Linked DNA regions of Mus musculus: regions 1, 3, 4, 5 and 6 are each linked to region 2. A link is a contact called in public HiCAR-type, HiChIP or PLAC-seq, Micro-C and promoter capture Hi-C data. All regions are on one chromosome and are shown on one strand. Each heading gives the region's core, a stretch centred on a gene start, on an enhancer-like site or on the middle of the called end of the contact. The rest is flanking DNA. Distances are from core to core; before and after follow the strand shown. Region 1 holds the start of Cmtm3 (CKLF-like MARVEL transmembrane domain containing 3). Region 2 holds the start of Cdh11 (cadherin 11). Region 3 has its middle 92 kb from the start of Gm39235. Region 4 holds the start of Bean1 (brain expressed, associated with Nedd4, 1). Region 5 has its middle 60 kb from the start of Gm32423. Region 6 holds the start of Tk2 (thymidine kinase 2, mitochondrial).

What was found. Promoter capture Hi-C pulls out the DNA fragments that hold promoters and counts their contacts. A called contact is a pair of places that touch in the nucleus more often than the background predicts. HiCAR-type assays count read pairs that join an accessible place to other places. HiChIP or PLAC-seq counts read pairs in DNA pulled down with a chosen protein or histone mark.
Region 1: a contact with region 2 is called in a Micro-C map of embryonic stem cells, with 8 times the contacts expected there. The contact joins the promoter of Cmtm3 here to the promoter of Cdh11 in region 2.
Region 3: a contact with region 2 is called in an H3K4me3 HiChIP or PLAC-seq map of embryonic limb bud, with 10 times the contacts expected there. The contact joins the enhancer-like site here to the promoter of Cdh11 in region 2. A contact is called at or near these places in 10 of 39 promoter capture datasets (the 3T3-L1 cell line, cranial neural crest, embryonic stem cells and 6 more), 13 of 484 Hi-C or Micro-C datasets (3T3-L1-derived adipocytes, cranial neural crest, embryonic fibroblasts and 3 more), 8 of 115 datasets of contacts at active chromatin or transcription factors (the NIH/3T3 cell line, craniofacial prominence, embryonic forebrain and 5 more) and 1 of 9 other capture datasets (embryonic stem cells).
Region 4: a contact with region 2 is called in a promoter capture Hi-C map of embryonic stem cells, with 5 times the contacts expected there. The contact joins the promoter of Bean1 here to the promoter of Cdh11 in region 2. A contact is called at or near these places in 3 of 39 promoter capture datasets (embryonic stem cells and hippocampal neurons) and 2 of 484 Hi-C or Micro-C datasets (both in embryonic stem cells).
Region 5: a contact with region 2 is called in an H3K4me3 HiChIP or PLAC-seq map of neural tube, with 4 times the contacts expected there. The contact joins the enhancer-like site here to the promoter of Cdh11 in region 2. A contact is called at or near these places in 2 of 39 promoter capture datasets (hippocampal neurons and liver), 1 of 484 Hi-C or Micro-C datasets (stem cell-derived motor neurons), 3 of 115 datasets of contacts at active chromatin or transcription factors (embryonic midbrain, embryonic stem cells and neural tube) and 1 of 9 other capture datasets (embryonic stem cells).
Region 6: a HiCAR-type map of astrocytes shows a contact between it and region 2, with 4 times the contacts expected there. The contact joins the promoter of Tk2 here to the promoter of Cdh11 in region 2. A contact is called at or near these places in 6 of 39 promoter capture datasets (the 3T3-L1 cell line, hippocampal neurons, maxillary cranial neural crest and 2 more) and 2 of 115 datasets of contacts at active chromatin or transcription factors (astrocytes and embryonic forebrain).

The regions. Positions count from the first base shown.
Region 1 is chr8:104,339,154-104,342,168 of GRCm38.p6, reverse strand. It overlaps Cmtm3 (CKLF-like MARVEL transmembrane domain containing 3), which reads right to left and starts at 1,575. Exons shown (of 5, transcript NM_024217.3): 1 at 1,274-1,575. The coding sequence starts at 1,420.
Region 2 is chr8:102,783,825-102,786,619 of GRCm38.p6, reverse strand. Cdh11 (cadherin 11) reads left to right here and starts at 1,509. Exons shown (of 13, transcript NM_009866.5): 1 at 1,509-1,724.
Region 3 is chr8:103,813,269-103,816,479 of GRCm38.p6, reverse strand. No RefSeq gene overlaps it. Among named protein-coding and RNA genes, the nearest start is that of Gm39235, 92 kb to the right of the region's middle. Within about 2 kb of position 1,714, at least 39 of the 459 cell types and tissues checked have an H3K27ac peak or open chromatin away from gene starts, as enhancers often do. A contact at or near this core is called in craniofacial prominence, embryonic limb bud, nephron progenitors and 3 more, where this site is marked.
Region 4 is chr8:104,168,875-104,171,986 of GRCm38.p6, reverse strand. Bean1 (brain expressed, associated with Nedd4, 1) reads right to left here and starts at 1,474. Exons shown (of 5, transcript NM_001141924.1): 1 at 983-1,474.
Region 5 is chr8:101,529,290-101,532,205 of GRCm38.p6, reverse strand. No RefSeq gene overlaps it. Among named protein-coding and RNA genes, the nearest start is that of Gm32423, 60 kb to the left of the region's middle. Within about 2 kb of position 1,550, at least 1 of the 459 cell types and tissues checked has an H3K27ac peak or open chromatin away from gene starts, as enhancers often do. A contact at or near this core is called in neural tube, where this site is marked.
Region 6 is chr8:104,247,280-104,250,442 of GRCm38.p6, reverse strand. It overlaps Tk2 (thymidine kinase 2, mitochondrial), which reads left to right and starts at 1,885. Exons shown (of 10, transcript NM_021028.3): 1 at 1,885-2,042; 2 at 2,759-2,796. The coding sequence starts at 1,910.

The DNA of each region.
Region 1 (3,015 bases), core at 326-2,825, 1.6 Mb before region 2:
TTTTCTCACTCCCCAGTTCTTGGTGGCTGCTTCTTCCTCCAGCTTTCTATCCAGGTCAGACTCCCTACTTGCATGAGACCAAGGGGGAGGAATGACTGGGGGAGGCTCCCCTATACCCTATGAGCTTACTACCCTTCATATTTTCTTAGGCCTGTCTTTCTGGCACCCAGCTAGGGCAAGGACATCTTGTGACTTCTGGTTGGCACTCACTCCTTTTCCATGAAGGGGTACTGGGCAGGTAGGACTGAAGCCAGTGGCCAGTAGATTCAAAGACCCGCCCCACGCCTCCCAGAGGCTTCCAGAGATCTGAAACGGCCAGAAAATGGGCTCTAGGTCCGCTTGGCACCTCATTTAGGAACAAAGTATTAGGTTCTACCGGAGACCTCAGGGTTGATGCTCCTTAGTAGGTCCTGGGGTACAACGGAGAGGTCCTGGGGCAGAACCCCCCTTTTGCCCTCAAGGATATCCTCAAGGTCACTGGATGAGTCACCTGCCAAGTTTCCTAGCAGTTAAAGACACTGTCTCTCCTATCCCCAACTCGAAGTGGGAGCAGGTCGGATATTAAGTTGCTAGGTATCTGAGCAACAAGTGGCTGTCACTATGGTCTGTTTCCTCCTTCCACCGTCCCTCCTCCCACCCCTCTCCCCATCTCCATAGGCTCCATGCCAGTTCCCGCCCCACACGTGATGATGAGTGTTGGGAGGACAAAGGAGACCTTCCTATCCGGGTGGGGACAAGCAGGGAGGAGGAAGGAGTACAGCGCGGGAGGGGGGAAGGAGGGCATGAAGTCACCCCGCAGGCTCGCCACCCTGAAACAGTGGTCCGCCTGTGTCTTCACTACGTGGCCCCTGCCTCACCCACTCCCCGGGGGCACATCCCACTCCGTAGGATCTTCACCACACAGGCGGCTAGGTCTCAGCCTAGGAGGTGGGAGGGTGTGCAGGGCGGGCGAGGCCAGAAGAAGCTTAGCGAGCGCAGCAGTCCCGGGGACTCAGAGAGGGCGGAGGCGCTCGAGGTCACACAGCAGCCGAGCTGCGGCTCCAGCGGGGACCAGGACCCCAAACCCTTGACTTCTGGTCCCTTTCGAGGGCCTCGCAGACTGGAGAATCCGGGAAGAACACGGCTCGGGCCTGATTCTGACTCGAGCTCCGCTACAGAGAAGTCGTAGCAAGCTTGGGGGCGGTGGTCCAAATTCTCCTGGGCTGGAGGTGCAAGGCCCCAGGCTGGGGCGCGGGTACCGGGCTTCACGCACCCGGGGAGCACACGCACTCACCGACTCGGCCAGCAGGAGGCGGCCTTTGAGAGAGCAGAGGAAGGCGCGCGCGGGCAACAGGGCTCGGAGTCCCGGCACTGTCCTGCCACTTCGGGGGCCATGCGCGGACTCTGGATCGGGCTCTGGCTCTGCGTCCGGGGGCCACATAGCGGCGCTATCTGGTCGAGCCTGGGCCTCACTGCCTCACCCACCGCCCTGGAGGGAAGCGGAAACCCGCTGTGCGGAAGAAGAAAAAGTGGAGTTAGACTAGGCCGGGGACTCATCCTCCGCTGTCCCGCCCACCTCCCCCATCCCCACCCACAACTGCCCCTCGAACCCTGCCCCGCCCATCCTCCCTCCGACCATTCTCTACGCAGCCCCCGTGTTCCGTGGACGCTGCCTTACCCATCCGTCCTGTGGATCCTCCCATCTCCTCCTCCCCCACTCCCCCTCTGCCTACGTCCTGCCCATATCCTGCTCCATCCTTCCAACCACTCCTCATTGCCCCTCAGATGTAGTCCAGTCTGTCTCTCTCTGTCTTCTCTATTTCCACTTACTTCCTCTGCCTCTTCACTAGCCTTAGGATCCTTCCCTGCACCTTGTCCTTTCATTCTCAGTTCCCCCTCGATCCTGTCCCGCCCACCAACCCCGGCGCACCCCACAGTCCCTCCGACCCTGCTCTTCTCACTTCCCCACCCATGAATCTTTGCACTACACTGCCCCTCCGACTATCCTTGGCCCTCTATCCTCCGGTCACTTCTCATTCTTCACCCCCTCTACTGCCCCCCCCCACCTCCTTTACCTGCCCCACCTATCTTCTGCCCCATTCTCGCACCCCTTCCCATGCAGCCTTCTAGCACCTACCTCCCCACCTCCCGCACTCACTATTTCTGCTACGTCCCGGGGTGACACAGATTCTGTACCCAGATCCTCCCAGTCCCCTCGCACTCCAGCTCTCTGTTTGCTCTGTGTGGCTGGCCTGGAGTCTTCTTTTGTCGTTTGACTCCTTACCCCCCCCCCCCCCCCCCCCGTCCTGACTGACACAGACCCACTTATCTGCCCTGAGCGCCCCCTAAAGCGACCACCTGTCCTTGCTCAGCGGTTCTGCTCTTTAAGCTCGAAGTAACTTACTGCCTAGACAACTCCAGGACAGGGACACTGCCCCCATACCCCACCCCCATCTCCGCTAAGTCCTCTCCAGGCTTGGCTCTAACCAGGCGAGATCAGTTCTTTCAGAGTGCTTTCCCCTTCTTGGCTCCTCTCAGAGTTTTCCTACTACTTCCCAGGCCACCCTCCCGCTAGTTCTTGGCTTGCCCATCTTCCTCTATTTTACAGGCCACGCTCCTGTCAGGCCTCAGCCAGCCCATCCTCCTTCCTGGCCTCTTTCGTTAGCTGCCCAAGGCTTGGGTTCGTTCTGTGCTGGACTAACCAGAGATCTGGAATTATCCTTGTTCTCCCCCACGGCTAGCCCATCATGGATGCTCTCTTAATACCACTAAGTCTGCACTCCTGCCCCATTAACTATCGTGAGGCTCTTTAAGAGACTAATGCTTTCTTCCTTGTCACCCGGATGCGCTAAGATCACTAGTCATGATCCCTCCCACTGCACCCTCAGGAAAATTGATGCTTCCTCTTGCCACGGGGACTTTGTACATCTGTCCTTTCTAACAGTGTGTGTGTGTGTGTGTGTGTGTGTGTGTGTGTGTGTGTGTGTGTGTGCATTTTCTTGTGTCTGGGTGCTGATAGAGACCAGAGGTGACTGT
Region 2 (2,795 bases), core at 260-2,759:
GTCTGCGCCTTGGTTCCTGATCTCATTTCCAGGAGCCCGACGGGGACCGTTGATCTGTGAGAGTTCCGGGTCCCCAGGACTGGTGGCTAAGTGCTTTGGTGGTGGGATTCAGCCACCATTTGTTCTCCCTGGGTTCTCAAGTGCCCTTCCCATGCGCTTTGGGTCCTGGCGCTCTCTTCCATTGGTGGCCTCTTTTCTTTTTTTAACTTCTGATTCCTGTTAAACTCCCCCTTTAGGTCTTCCTGCTTCTGCTGCATAGTCCAGCTTTTGTCCCTTGTCATTTTATTGTTCTTTTCCTGAGGTCGCCACTCCCAAGCCACCGCGACTTTCCTCAAAAAATCCCTTTTTATCCTTCGCCCATTGGAAACTCTACTTCTGCTCTTTCTAACATCTTCCAGACTGGAAACTTGTCCTAATCCAAGGTCCCCACTGAAGCATGGATCCTTAGTTCCCAGTCACGGTGCGGGTCCCCACGCTGCTCTAGGTAGGAAGAGCGCCCCGCCCCGCCCAGTCCCTGGCGCTTTTTTTTTTTTTTTTTGAAGATCCAGTTCTTCTGCCCAGACACTGTAAAGTGGACAGGAATCAGGTTGGGGTATCCTTTGCTGGGTTCTCGTGAGAAAGATATAAACAGGGGGCTGAGTCAGGGTGCGGGTATTCTTCACGTAGGCCCATCCTCTGGTCGAATGGCATTCTCTTTGGGGCCTTGAGGGGCTCTGTGGTGTCCATTCTGGGAGGCAACAAGTGAAACTGCCGGATGGGGGTGTTGCTTGTAATTGGCTGGAACAGAAGCTAGAGACTCTGTCCTGGTGGGGCTGACCCTAAAGAAGGCTTTGCATGTAGGGTAGAACAACATTGAGGAAAAACTCTATTCTTCTCAAGTCCGAATGCCCCTGTCTAGTGTCTTCACCGATTTCCCCGCAAGCGGATTTCTCAAAGGATAGATACCGGGATGCTGAAGGTTCGTGGGAGAGGGCACTGGGCAGGAGTGGTCAACGTGGAGATATTTTCAGAGTGCTAACTGATAAAGCCTAGAATGCGCTCCCTAATTCCGGATTGCCTCCCCTACTTGGGCAATGCCTTCCATCCAATCCATCCTCCGGCGGGCCGGTTGAGGCCCTAGCTTGTCCAGCTGGAGCGGATTTCAGGAAAAGAGGAAAATGGGGGCTCTCAAGCCCTCTCCAGCTTCCCTCCGTCGTCCTTCCTGATTGGCTGTGTATCCCCGGAGCCCAACTTCAGTCGCTCCAGACTGTGTCTGAGCCCCCACAGGAGACGGAGCGCTGCGACCCAGGGCAGGAGGGGCGGCCAGGCCACCTATTCCTGGGTTTGGCATCTCTCGGGGCCCCAGGGGGGGAGGAGCGCCGACAGGGTAGGCATCCATCGCCTCCTCCAGGCCCAATTCTCGGCGTCTAGCAGCCTCGGTTCCTCTCCGCCCCCCTTTCCCTCCCAGCGTCGGCCTCCCTCCTCCTCCCCCCTCACCCGCCCGCCTGCCCGCCACCTCCCCCCGGTTTCTCATTCCTGCCACTAGCGCGCTCCGCGGCTCATTCCGCGGCCGCCGCCAGCTGAGGGGAGCGTCGCGGGCCGAGGAGCAGATGCCGCGGGGGCCGCTCGCAGCCGCCGCCGACTTGTGAATGGGACTCGGACCGGGGCCCGGGCTGACACCGCTGCGCTCGCCCCGTGCCAGGGACAGCCGGCCAGGAGGTCGTGTCCACCCGCAACGGCCCCAGGTGAGGCGCTCTGCTCGGCTCTAGACCCTATCTAGATGGGGCTTCTCGGAGTAGGCAGAAAGGGGAAAGAATTGCTTCTGAAAGAGACTGTTGCGGAAGGGGGAGGTTGCTGGCTGATGGAGATCAGTAAAGCAAAGCAGAAGGGCTTTTTTTTGGGGGGGGGGTGAGGTTAAAAATCAGAGAAAAGGGAGGCAGCCTGCTGTGGACGCAGGCAGAGCAGGGGTTTGAGGCGCCAGATGTGCGCTCCCCGGTTCTTTGATTGTTGCCCCCCCCCCGGGGTGAGGGGCTGTTGCACCAAGGCTTCAGCACAGGGGGATTGCTTTGGGTTGGGGCAAGGAACTGCAGAGCGGAGCTCTGGACACGCAGACTGCTCCCGTGATGTCTCTAGGGAAAGTCGACCCCTGTGCGGTGCCCGCCCGCGCTGCGCCTGTTCCCCAGACAAGATCGCTCTCTGCGGGGTTCCTAGAGGGGATCCTCCCGCGCCTTCCTAAAGAGCTCCCCTAGACCCGGTGCCTGTGTAGAGAGTGCGGTCGAAGCCCAGAAGATAGCCGGCGGCCGGGAGGGAGCGGCGATTGGATTGGCCGCACTTTGATAGTGTGGGTCGGGGGCTGTGGACTGCGGCTCAGAGGCTGGGGGTTGCGGTGTGAGCTAGCCCCTCCAGCCCCCGCCTTTTCGGGGACTTCAGTCACCTATCCTAACCTCCCAGTGATGCAGGGAATGCTCTGTGAGCGGCTCAGACTCAGACTAGACTCGGGCTTGGACTGGAGGAAGCTTTCTAGGGTCAATGTTAACTTTGAGAATCAAACCTTCCCGGAAAGCCTGCGCCTCCTCTCGGAGCGCTCCAAGCCTCCACTGTTTCCTCACAATCGGCCTCCCTCCCTGTGCTTGGCCTCCCAGCCGGGATGTGCTGAGAGCAAGGAGCAGCGGGAAGCTGGAGGCTGCGGGAGCATCCAATTCCCCTCGCAACCCAGCCTAGCCTTGGCAGGGTCTTTTCGCTCCTGGTCCCCGGAGAAAGTGGGACCCAGGAGGCTTCCTATTCTCTCTCTTGCCAAGGCCCGGATTTCACCCGGG
Region 3 (3,211 bases), core at 465-2,964, 1.0 Mb before region 2:
GTCATTTGCATACTGAGTCAGGCTGGTTTTCGTCATGATGGGGATTCCAGAAAAGGTTCTGGGACACTCGGCTTCTCAAACATGTCTGTAGAACAAAGGAAGGAACGCTTGCTGTAGCTCTCCACGTGCTCCTTCAGTGTCTTTACTAGGACTGCTCCTCCTCCAACAGGGCCTTCGGAGAAGAAAGGGCATGACTGATCTCGTCACCACCGTGGGCCCTATGCTGATCCCAAGAGCTTCCTTTCGCTCATAAAAACACAAATGAAAAGTACAGATGTGACCTTTCAAGGATGACACTTGAGATCTGAAGGAGCCAAGTCAAGCAACAGGAAGACGCCCACTGGAGCTTTTGAAAACTGAGGCTACGGTGCAGGCATGTTCAGAAGCCATGCTTATCCCCGTAGTTCCGTGAGGTGCACAAAGCAGTATGGTTATCTCTACCAAGATTTGCAGTCTCCACCTTTTCCTGGGTCCCCTCTCATGGCAAATAGCTGCTTCAGTTGCCACCACTAAAGCATTTTGTTACTTGTAAGTTCAGGTTTTATGATTCTAACTAAAATTTCAGACTTCCTCTGGAGACCCTGGCATCTCAGAGTACCTGGGGGACCTGAGAACTGGTTGACAAATGACTGAAAAAGTCAGAGGAATGCAGAGCCTCAGTGGGAAACGGAAGGATGCTCCTGAAAGAGGTAGAAAAAGCAGAGACTATTTAAGTTCTAAACACAGTGAGCCACTTCCCTCTCCACCTCATTCCTCTATCCTCCTTCTCTCACCCTCCCTTTTCCTGTTTTCCTTCCATCCTTTTTTCCTTCTTTTATTTCTGGCCAATAGGAGGAGCCCAGGCCAGGAGATAGGCGTCCTAATAAGCTATGCTTCCAGCTTAGCATTATGTTGCACCCTCAGGTTGCAGCAGGAAATGACACATGGTCCCTTTGCATGACATGATATTCTGAAGCTCTCTGTCCAGTTTGAGTGGGAAGGGTGTGTTCAGCAGCCAATAACTGTGCACATAGGAGTCACTGTGCACATAGGAGTCACTGTGCAGACACCCTGCTTTACATCCAATAGCTACAAAAGAAGCCCCTGGGCTAAGAACTGTAAGATCCACTGTGCAGAGAAGCAAAGGGGTCACAGAGGGGTACAGAGCAAAGGTCCTGGGTCAGCAATAAGGTATGTGAACTCAGGGCCAGGAGACAGCAGAGTGGGTGGGACCGAGTAAGTTGGAAGACACCGGTGCTGAGAATGGGGTCTAGGTTAGGAAGGCAGCGAGTGGTGCTGTGGTAGAGCAAGTGGTGAAAGATTTGCTCAGACACTCATGTACACCTATGGAATCCTAAGTAGATGCTCGTGAATGACCTAAGAAGGCACTGTCTCCCTGAGTGGAGAAAGAACTTAAGGGACAGAGGAGACATGTGTTGGAGGATGCCCCTAAGGTCACAGAAGCTGAGTGGGAGAAGGGCGAGAATGGGAAGAGGAAGAGAGGAAAGAAGACTGGTTGGGAGCTCCAAGTCCTGGATTCCGCTGTTGGCCAATGCAGGGATCTGGTCCTCAGTTTCCCCATCTATCAAAAGGAACTATTCTCAAACACTCTCTCTGTTCTGAGAGCCCTGGAAGGTCTGTGTGCTCCAGGATCTTCAAGCTCTTCCGAGGTCTGTGCCTGTTTGCTTTGCCCATTACAGTGGAGAAACCCTCACTGAAAAAGAATTTATAAATACACTCTGCTTTTTGACTTGGAGACATTTTTATTTTTTTTCCAACTTTCCAAAGTTCTGTTAATAGTTTAAGTGTGTGACTATCTTCCATCCTTGCTTCTTGGTGGGAGGTGGTGGGTGAGGGTGTTACGTTATTAATAAAATAGGAATACATTAGAGTATTTATTTTCATGTAACTTATGCAGGAAACATGATCTTTTGTGAAGCTTTTTTTGGGGGTGGGGCCTCAAACCTCTGGAAGCTCTAGATAAAGCTGAGGTCTTAGTTTGCAACAAAGCTCTTGACCCCTTGTGGTTTTTGGTTCTGTTTACTCTTGGCAAATATTTCGGGTTCAAAGGGAGATGCCTTAAAAGCTGTACTGGAAAAGTCTATAAAATCTGAACGCATCTTTGACATCAAAAAGCTCTTTCAAAGCCGCGGTTTGGTGGAGTAAATAGGAATGCCTCACAAACCATATGGGATGCATTTTCCATAACTGCTCTGCACTTGAATAACAAAGGAGAAAAGTTCTTGGCAAAGGGAGTCTGGGATTTTAATGACCCTTAAATATTTGGCTTCCTAGCCAGATGTGTTTTACCAGGCTGAAAACCCCGGTGGATAGACCCTGCCTCTCTCTCTGGCAAAACATAAGCTAACAGGGTGCCGCTGTTTGTGAAAAGATGTTTGCGCTTCATTGCAGAAAGCTTAATTCACCATGATTTCCTTAATTATCTACCCCTCCTCCAAACTGGCAGAACTCCCAGCATGCCTCAGAGCATCCATTCCGTTCCGTTCTGATCTGAGACTACAAGCTATTTGCGAGGAAGCCACAGAAACATCCCTACTTATTTGAAGTTGGGACCAAAGAGTTGAGACACAGATTGGGTTGGTTCTCCTTGAAGGACGTGGAGCAGGGTGGGTAGCTCAGACTCGTCTTGAGCGGCTATTCTTACCCTGACTGGAGGAGCTAAGGCAGTTCCTGCATGCTTTAAGATAAAACACGACAACACCCAGCCTGGGCTCTTCCCATCAAGTTTAGTTTCTGATTAGGAAGGAGCTCACCTGTTCTATAGATGAGTACTATAGACTATGAGTACATAGTACTCCGAGGGAGTACTAAGACTCCCTCAGAGTCATTTGGGAAGTCCATGCCTGGCTGCTTCGGGTGCCTTCCTGTTATTCGATACATTTGTGCTTGGGTGTATTAGTGGCTTTATCTCCTTCTGTGACAGAATACTTGACGAAACCAACTTAAAGGAGGAGCAACTTAGTTGGGTCTGCAGTCCTAGGTGAGAAAGTCAAGATGGCAGGAGCTTGTGGCAGCTCCCTGCATTGTATCCCCAGTCAGGGAGCAGAGAGTACTGAATGCTGTTGCTTAGTCGCCTTTGCCCCAGCCCCCTCCCACCCCTGCTTTTTAGGAGATCCCAGCTCATGGAATGGGGCTTCTCATTTAACCAGCCTAGAAACTTCTCCACAGACACACTTAGATATTTAGTTCTAGCTGGCAGTCAAGATTAACA
Region 4 (3,112 bases), core at 225-2,724, 1.4 Mb before region 2:
TCTACTAAACAGAATCATGCATACGTTTCAAAGAGGGAAACTGAGTCACTCAGTGGTGAAGTCATCTAGTAAGCAGTCCTTATCACTGAGGAGAGTCTAGAGGGCCGTCTGTTGGCCCTCAGGTGCACTTGGACTCTTAGAGTTCCCCGATTCTCTAGTATGTCACTTGTGCTCGTCCCTTCCCAGGCTGGGTTTGGCTGCCCATGCTGGCACAGGGGTGGCTGAGAAACGTAGCCCAGGGTCGATACTACGCACCTGTCCCTAGACTACAGAGCCCGAAGGACAACCAGGAAAGGAGGAAGCGGGGGGGGGGGCAAGGGTGGGCATTGCCGAGCTTGGGAAGGGGAGAGTGGCAGGTACCACTTAGTGCTGCGTAGTCAGAGGAACTGCCACCTCGGATTCAGCTTCGGGTCCTTTGCAAGGGACTGCACAGGAAAGTCTTCCTTATGAAGGGAGAGGGTAGGTGGGGGGAGCGGCAAGGATGCTCTTTCTATCCTAGGTAAGACAAAATGAGGCATGGTCCAAGTGACTGGGCCGTTGAATTGTCAAACTTCCTGGCTTAAGGTGGTGGGAGAGGGTTCAGGCTCAAACTCTGTAAAACCCCAGTCCCTCTCCTCTCACCCCAGACAAGAGTGTGCCCTAGTATCTTTTCTTGAGTGGACTGGTCAGCGACCCTCCAAACCGAGGGCACAGGGCTGGGGACCCTGTCATGGGCTTGCATCCCGGGAGGATACTCGTCTGAGACTCAGGCAGACCTCGGATTCCTCGCGTTTCCCCGGGGATTCGCGGGTCCCGGTGACCCTCTCGGGTGTGGGGAGGATGCGGGATCAGGAACCGCAGGAGTCTCGGGCAAACCGCTCAGTTCCTCGCGCGCTGAGGTTCCGCTCGGGACCACGTCCCCCGCCGCCCAGCGCGTCCCCAGCTGCGTGCATAAGCAGCGGTACCCCCGTCTGCGGCCCTCCCCGCGCCCCGCGCCCCTTACTCGGCTTGGCTGCGGCGCTCCGCTCCGTGCGCCGCAGTGCCGGCTCCAGCTTCGGCTCCAGCTCCGGTCCCGCTCGGGCTCCGGCTCCCGCTCGGATGCCGTGGCGCTCCGGCTGGGCTGGGGCGTCCCAGCCGCTTCGCCTGGGCCTGCTGTGCGTGCAGGGGCGGGGCGCACCGGCGGGGCCGGGCAGAACGGACCCGCGCCCTCGATCCGCGGGCAAACAGCCGCCGGCGGTCTCCGGGGCCCTGCCCTGCCCTGCCCTGCCCTGCAGCAGGAACAGCAGCCCCGCCCGTCCCTCCGTCGCGGTCCCCGCGCCGCCGCTCGTTCCACCGTCACCCTCTTGGGCCCTCCTCGGCGGCGGCGCGGCTCCCCGGTCTCAGCTCGGTGGCGCCACGGCCCGGGTCATTGCTGAGATGGGGACGCGGAGGAGGTGGGAGCGGCGAGCCGCGCCCCTCTGCGCACAGCCAGCCCGACACCCACACAGCGTCGGGCAGCGGGCAGGCGGGCGGGCGGGGCAGGGCGGCGGGGAGGCCGAGGGATGTAGGGAGGCCGGCACACCAGGAGGACTTGTGAAGGGTGGACAGACAGACACGTGCAGAGAAGGGTGAACCAACCATATGTCAGAGATGGACAGCCAGAAAGGTTGGACAGAGGCAAGAGCTAAGGGCAGAAGGCAGGGTAGAGGCAGCAGAAGGGACACAGGCTGCTGCTGGCCTTTGGTTTGGGCAGAGGAGCCCGTCAAGGCCACTGGTTCCCAGCTGTTCGAATTCTCTTCACGTAGGCTTGACCAAGGCCTTCAATTTGAGCTATCAGCAGGCTTATTTTCTTCTTCCCTTGCCCACCTGATGCCCTCTGTCCTGGTGCTCAGTCTTGGCAGATGCAAGCCTACCTTGGAAGATGCCTGGCTCAGGGGAGGGACCTGGGCTCCAGCTCCTTCCCTGTATGCACCCCACTTTGCGGCCTCTGGCATGCCGCAGCCCATTCCTAGGCCTGTTATTATTACAAGGTCTCTGCTTATCGCACATTTAAATATGCTGGTGTGCTCTACAGTTACTGGTAGAATCACTTGGAACATTTACTCATCAGGGAGAGTCCCTCAGGGCTGATACATCTTAGTGAGACTGCAGGGGTCTGTCCAGGGTGACAGTTGGTAAATCTGACCAGGGAATCCATAAATTGAGTTGTTGCCAACCCTCTCCAAGCCCTTACTTTATTGATGAGGGAGCTGAGGTTTGAAGAAGGAAGGACACCTGAAACTCTGACGCCTGCCACTGGCTGGAAGGCAGTTCTTGAAAATAAAACATGATGACAAAGAGTTGAACATGTTGATGATAAAAACCTTGGGGAAGCAGAGGAGCCCTGGGGACCTTGTGGAAGAGACTTGAGCCAGCTGCAGGCGCCAACTGGGAGGTGGGGACAAAACAGCCTCCAGGAGAAAGCAGAAGGCTTTGTACCTCAGCTTTGCTAGGTGTGGAGAGTCAGGGTTAGAGCCCCTCCCAGCCTCTGTGGGCAACCGTTCATTTGGGACTCAGCATCCTTGACTGGCTTCCCTTCTGAACACATAGAGGGGTTGATCTCAGCTCACTGGGTCTGTTTTGGGGGTTGGGGGGGGGGAAGCTTGAGCCGTTTGAGCAGCGAGGTCAGAAAAGGCTTGGGTGGGCCCGTTGTCCAAACCCAGACATTTCATTTATTTTGTGGACAAACAAAAGACCAGGATAGGTCCAAACCAGGGAGCTAGGACTAGAGGCCACAGCTCTGCCCACTGCACCAAGACTGGCCATGACTCAATGAACAGACATCAGTTGATCCAGACAAATCTTCCAGCTGTTGAGTGGTCACTCTTTGGCAGGCCTGAGTGTCTATGTGTTTTAGGGGTGTGGGGTCATGGCTCACTTTGAGTGGGAAGACACAGCCCTAAAGAGTTCATTGCTCTATGCCCTTTTATCTGAGTATCTCTGGTCTGAGAAACCTGTGCCTCCGAACAAAAAGTGGGGGTGTGATGGTTTGTATATGCTTGGCCCAGGGAGTGGCCTTGTTGGAATAGGTGTGTCACTGTGGGCATGTTGATGATAAATCCTTGGGGAAGCAGAGGAGCGGTGGAAGCTTAAGTCCCTTGTCGTAGCTGCCTGG
Region 5 (2,916 bases), core at 301-2,800, 1.3 Mb after region 2:
GAACTCCAGTGACATGAGTATTGGGATTCATCCATCCTTCCATCATCCACCAGTCCATTAATCTATGCCGAAGATCTTACTTAAAATCTGTTTCTCAGTAAGTTGGTGGTAAATGCCTTAATGAATGGGTACAATGTATAGAACCATTAGGGTTGGTATAGATGGTACATCACATTTTATAATTTCCCGAAGCTTTTAGCAAGTAGTATAATATGACATATACTCAGAAAGAGGCCTTCCTATTTAATTATATTTTTTCAACTTTATATATATATATATATATATATATATATATATATATATATATACATACATACATATACATATACATATACATATACATATATATGTATGTTTGTTTATATATATATATGTATGTATGTATACATATATATATATATGTGTGTGTGTGTGTGTGTGTGTGTGTGTGTAATTGTGTAATTGGTGTAAAGGCAGGAGTTCCTAGCAACAGAAGTATTGATTGCAAAGATAAAACAACTTGAATTATAGCTATTTAAAATGCTCAGGGATAGGCTATGAATAACAATAATTTATAAATAACTTCATGGTTGAAAAAAATCTGCTGTTAAGGTTTATGTTCTGCTTTGCTTTACAACAACTGTTTAAAAAATTCAATATCTTTTGTAAGAAGGAAAAAGAAACTTGGATGGCATGCAGGGGCTTCCTGGTATCTGCTGTTATTTTAATCAATTAATTTGAGAACAGTAGGTAATACTAAGCTATACAAATTGCTCACACGCGTATTACTGAAATAATGTACTAGCTGTGCATGGACTAAATATACATTTCTGGGAATTATGTCTATAAGAATTCAGCTATCCGGAAACCACTATAGAAATATGACATTTTATCTTTTATTTAAAGTGACATTGCAATTATGTTTGCCTAGATCAGTGAAGTATATACACAAATTATATTAGGATGTAGTAAGGAGAACTTGTCTTGCTGATCCCACTTAGCATTTGTCAGGAGGAAGAACAGAGTTCAGGAACTGGGATCAGAGAGTGACATGAAATGAATGGTTTTCTTATCACATTAATCACTCAAATTATGTTTGTTTATGTCAGAGAATTTTAAAAGGCTTTTTTAAAATTTAAATTTATAAAAAGAATGCTGAGGCTTTGAGAAGTTGTCAACTGAAAATAAATTATATAGGTAGAGATAGAGATAGAGAGATATAGATATAGATGATCTTCCTATAATTTCTGTTCATAACTTAGGAGTCCACTGACACACAATGCTTTGAATTTTGTGTTGGGAGTCTGTGATGTTGAATGTCTGGTTAGCCTATCAGGGAATGAAAGGGAAAAAGAAGAATGGGAGAAAGAACGGGTAGGGTAAAAGGATGATTTTAAAACAACATATCTGAAAATATGCTGTTTTCATTTTTACTTAATATGGTAATGCAACCAACGCTTATAGTGATGGAAATATTCATTCAGCTGCACTGACAATTCCTAACACCAGAGGCACTGGAGAGAACATGTACAACTCCTGTCATGGAGGAATTTCTTATCTGGGAGTGAAAGAGTGACTAAGAGAGCTTACATGAGATATGGTTTCTTCTTTGAAAATGGACAGAATATCTTAAATGGGTTCTGATGTGCTCCAAGCTGTGATCACAATGAGGACACTGCCTCTGTCTTAATTACTGAACACTATGTGTCTAGTGCTTTCTTACTACTTCCTTGGTAATGGGTGTTGAATGACAACCATTGTGTAAGTATGCCCTGCAAGTGCTGGTGTAGCTTCCACGAAGCAGAATACACACAAGAACTTTTCCTTATATGTGATGACATTGATGGGAATGCACTTCTGTGCCTGTGCTTGGATAGGTCAGAGGTTAACGTTGGGTATCATTTCTCAGATTTATCTACCTTGGTGTTCAGGTTTCTCACTGAAACCTAGTGCTGCCCTTGAGGCCTGGGTGTGCTGGCCTGCTTAGTGTGCCTCAGCATTCCTCTAGTCTCCATCTCCAAAGCACTGAGAATACAAGCACCTGCTACCATGCCTCACCTTTATCGTGATTTATAGTGTTCAAGGCCTGGTCCTCAGGTTTGTACAGTAAGGGCTTTACCCATAGAACTATATCCCCAACTGAATTTTTTTTGTGTGTGGAAAATCTTGTCAAAATTATACTACACAACAAATCATGAAGTCCTTTCTCTTTGATTTAAAATTCTATTGTTGCATGTAGCTCAACAAGAGAATAAAAGAACATGAACTAGAGAAAGAGTGTGGGGTGGGGTGGGATCACTGGAGGAATTATAAAAAGGAAAAGGCAGGGGAGTATGAAGTAAATACTGTACCCATGTGCTAAATTTGCAAAAGAAAATATGCTGATCAACAAATATTAAAATTAAATCTTCTTCAATGCCCTTCCTTCTTCTTTTATTAAACATTATCAGGCTGATGTTCTCCTTTGGGCTTTACCTTCCCTGATCCTGATTTAAACAGAGCTCACCATGCAGTGCAGTAGCTATTCATTCACAACATTATCTGCTTTAGGTCCCTGTATCTTAACTGTAATAACATTAATAAATATCTTTAGAATGTTGTGAGATAGGCCCATAAAAAGCTTCATTGATTTTTTTTTCAGACTACATCACATTATAGCTAACTTACTGAAGTATCAGCAAAGGAATAAGGCAAATAGAATTTGTAATGCAATTTAACATTAGGATATAATACATTATTCTCAAATCATTGACCTTAACCATTAATTAACTGTGTACACATAGACCATTATTTGTTTTGAAGGAAGCTATAATGAACTGTACACAAATTACTATTATTAAATACTAGACAGTCTGCAACACTACAATTATTAAATATGAACAGACATGCAATTTACAGCACTTTCTCAGCAATCTGCTAAATACTGATAATGTTCAT
Region 6 (3,163 bases), core at 636-3,135, 1.5 Mb before region 2:
AAGAAAGGAATTTGGCCGTTTTCAGCACAGAAATTATTCCGAAGAGACAGACTTATCCTGATATGAATATCACACAATGTGCACATGTAATAAAACATCCAATGGTATCTTGTAAATAAATACAATTATGTATCAGTTAAAATAAAAAATATAAATTCTATAAAGCAAGGATCTGTCTGCTTCTCTGCTCGAAGGGTCCCCATGGTCTGGGCCACTCATCAATAGCTATAGAATATATAGCCTGAACTTATGGCCTGGCCCTGTTAGTCTGTCCTTGCTCTCAGAACGTGCAAGCCTGTCTCTAGAGTACTTTTCGCCTCCCACTGCTGTTAGTTGTCCCACAGTTTATAAAGTGCTCCGGTGTAGCCAGGACAAACCATCTTGGAGCATTTCATGATGATAGACACAGGAAGAATATGTCACTTCCATTATGTGAATTAAGTCTCATGATTTCTTTTGGAGAACTGAATAACCACCCGTCCTAGTTTGCTTCTCTGTGATAAAACAAACACTGACCAAAAGCAATTTGGGGGAAGAAAGGGTTATTTGGCTTACAGGAGGGAAGACAAAGTAGGAACTCAAGGCTGGAACCGGAGGCAGAAGAAGCAGAAGCAGAAGAACTAAGAGTGTTTATCAGCTTCAGTAGTTCTCTGGTTTGCTCATTCATAAAGACCCGCAGCTCACCTGCCCAGGGACAGCATTGCCCATAGCAAGGAGGCAAAAAACAAAAACAAAACAAAACAACAACAACAACAAAACCCCTCCTTCATCAATTAGCAACAGGAATATGCTCCACAGACATGCGCACAGGCCAATCTGCCGCAGCCAGTTTCTCAATTGAGGCTCCCTTTCCCGAGGTGTTTCTAGTTTGTGTTGCCTTGGTAAGAATTAACTAGCCCACAACCCCAGTCCATTTAGATCTCTTTGGATCCTGCCCATCTAAGATCTGTTCATTTGGCTGAATCTGATCAACAGTTACCAACAATCTCACCCCAAGACGCTCACACACACACACACACACACACACACACACACACACACAACTGTCGACTTTGAATTTGAAGATTTTATTTGCCTTTACTAGGTGCCTAGCAAATAAACAGGAAGCCCTGTTAGGGTGATGGCTTTTTTGTTACAGATCTAAAAGAGTAAAACAAAACCCAGAAAATGTCTTTCTTCATTTTGCCCAAGACGACTGCCAGCATCTTGCCACCTGGAAGAAGTGGAAATCTTCTTTACACGCATTGTAACTGCCCATATACAGTCAAGGCGGCAACATCTGGGCTTATTGGTCTTGAATGGGTGAATTATAGTACCCAAGCTTATTTTTGCTTACAAGTTGGCCTTACATGCTTTTTTTCTTATCCCTTTTTTGTTCATTCAGGGGAGATATTCGTTATGCTTTCCCGAGGAACATTAAAATCCAAACGTTGAAAATGTCAAAGACTGTAACATTTGGGAACAATGGCTTTCACGGCCCTCTCACCTGTGTCCCTCACACTGTTTTTTGTGATGGTGGGGATTAAACCTAGGAGGGCCCTTTGAAGCCCAAGGACAAGCTTGGAAAATGTTCCCAAGTTTGACAAGGTCTACTTGCAGAGTATTTTCGAAGGAAAATACAGGACATCCTGAGTAGGCGGTGCGAGGTGTGGATGGAGCCGGCAACCAAGGAAGTAATCGGATATACTAAGCAGTCCCCGGCATTATTATGCCATCCATTCTCTAAATCTACTTGGGTCAGGGCCATTCTGCGGTCTGTAAGTGGGGAAATCCTCACTTTGAATCTCTTCGGTGTAGCCTAGAGGGAGAAATACTAGCGGATCCCTTAAGGGGCGGGGCCGGACAAGGGGTGGGGCGGGGCTCCAGGACGCACCGGAAGGAAGTAGGACTTGCACATCAGCCAGGGACTATGCTGCTGCGGTCGCTGCGTAGTTGGGCTGCCCGGTCCCTGCGTAGCGTGGGCCCGGGGAGCTCCGGGAGCCCCGGGAGCCTCGATTCGGGCGCCGGGCCGCTGTGGGCACCTCGCCGCGCCTGGCCTCCGGGTAACTAGTGCTTTTGTGCCACCTCGTAGGGGCCACACTGAACCCCGCCCCCTCACCTGCTAGTCCCCAGGAAGGGTCTGGGGACTGTGGGACCCTAATGAACTGTCAGGATCGGCACTTAGTGGGGCTCAAACGCGGCTTCTCGGCCCATTTTTTTAATTTTTATTTTTTATTGTCAGATTCTTTAGGCTTGGGAGGTGGCTAGTTGGGGCACGAGCTGTATTTAATCAGCTCTTAGTGGATGCAGGTGTCTGCGGACCTAGGGGGCGGGTTCAGGCTTGCGACTTTCTCCTCTTGCTGGCAGTGCGGATCTTTCTCTTCGGAAATGGAAGCCAGGTGACATAGCTTTCATTGGCCTCGGGCTGCTGCTGCCAGGTGGGTTGGCAGTGTTGCCAGTCTTGGCCTAGACAGCCTGGGTCCCAACCCTTGGAATCTCTCAGAGTGTAGGTTATCCCTGGGTGCGCTGTGAAGATCCTAAGCACACAATCCAGGTGAAACGGAAAGTAGAATGTACCGAGCAAAGGAAACTAAGCAAGCACACATGGGCCTGGGCCCAGTACAGCGACACATACGGACCCAACTGTAGAGAGTCCCAAGAATGGCAAACATTTTTTGTAAGCCAGGGAACACGCATACGCAATGACTGTGTGGTCATTTATCAGGTCAGCACAGAGCAGAGTGAATAATTGAAACATCGATTTCCTTTCCTTTTTTAGATAAAGATAGAGAAAATGATAAGGAGAAAAAAGCAGTGGTAAGTTTCTCTTTGCATGCTTTCTCCAGCGTAATTTCGGTTTGGTTTTGTTTTTTTTTTTTTTTTTTTTTTTGAGGCGGAGAACAAAAACAATGGTGCGCACAGTGAAAAACCAAACCCAAGACGATATCCAGGGTCACAAATCTCTCTTCCTTCTTGTGGCCCGGTTCCTCTCCTTAGATTCCATCACCGTTAGCCATTTCTTGTGTGTACGGGCGGGAGTGGGGCCTCGAGCTGCATTCAGGTAGTAAGCACTCATGTTCAGGTGTTTGTGAACTGCCAAAGATGCTGACCGAGCCATCTAAACGGCTTAAATTGCATCTATTTGCTTCACTGCCGATTGCCCCGCCCAGATGTGGGGGGAAGT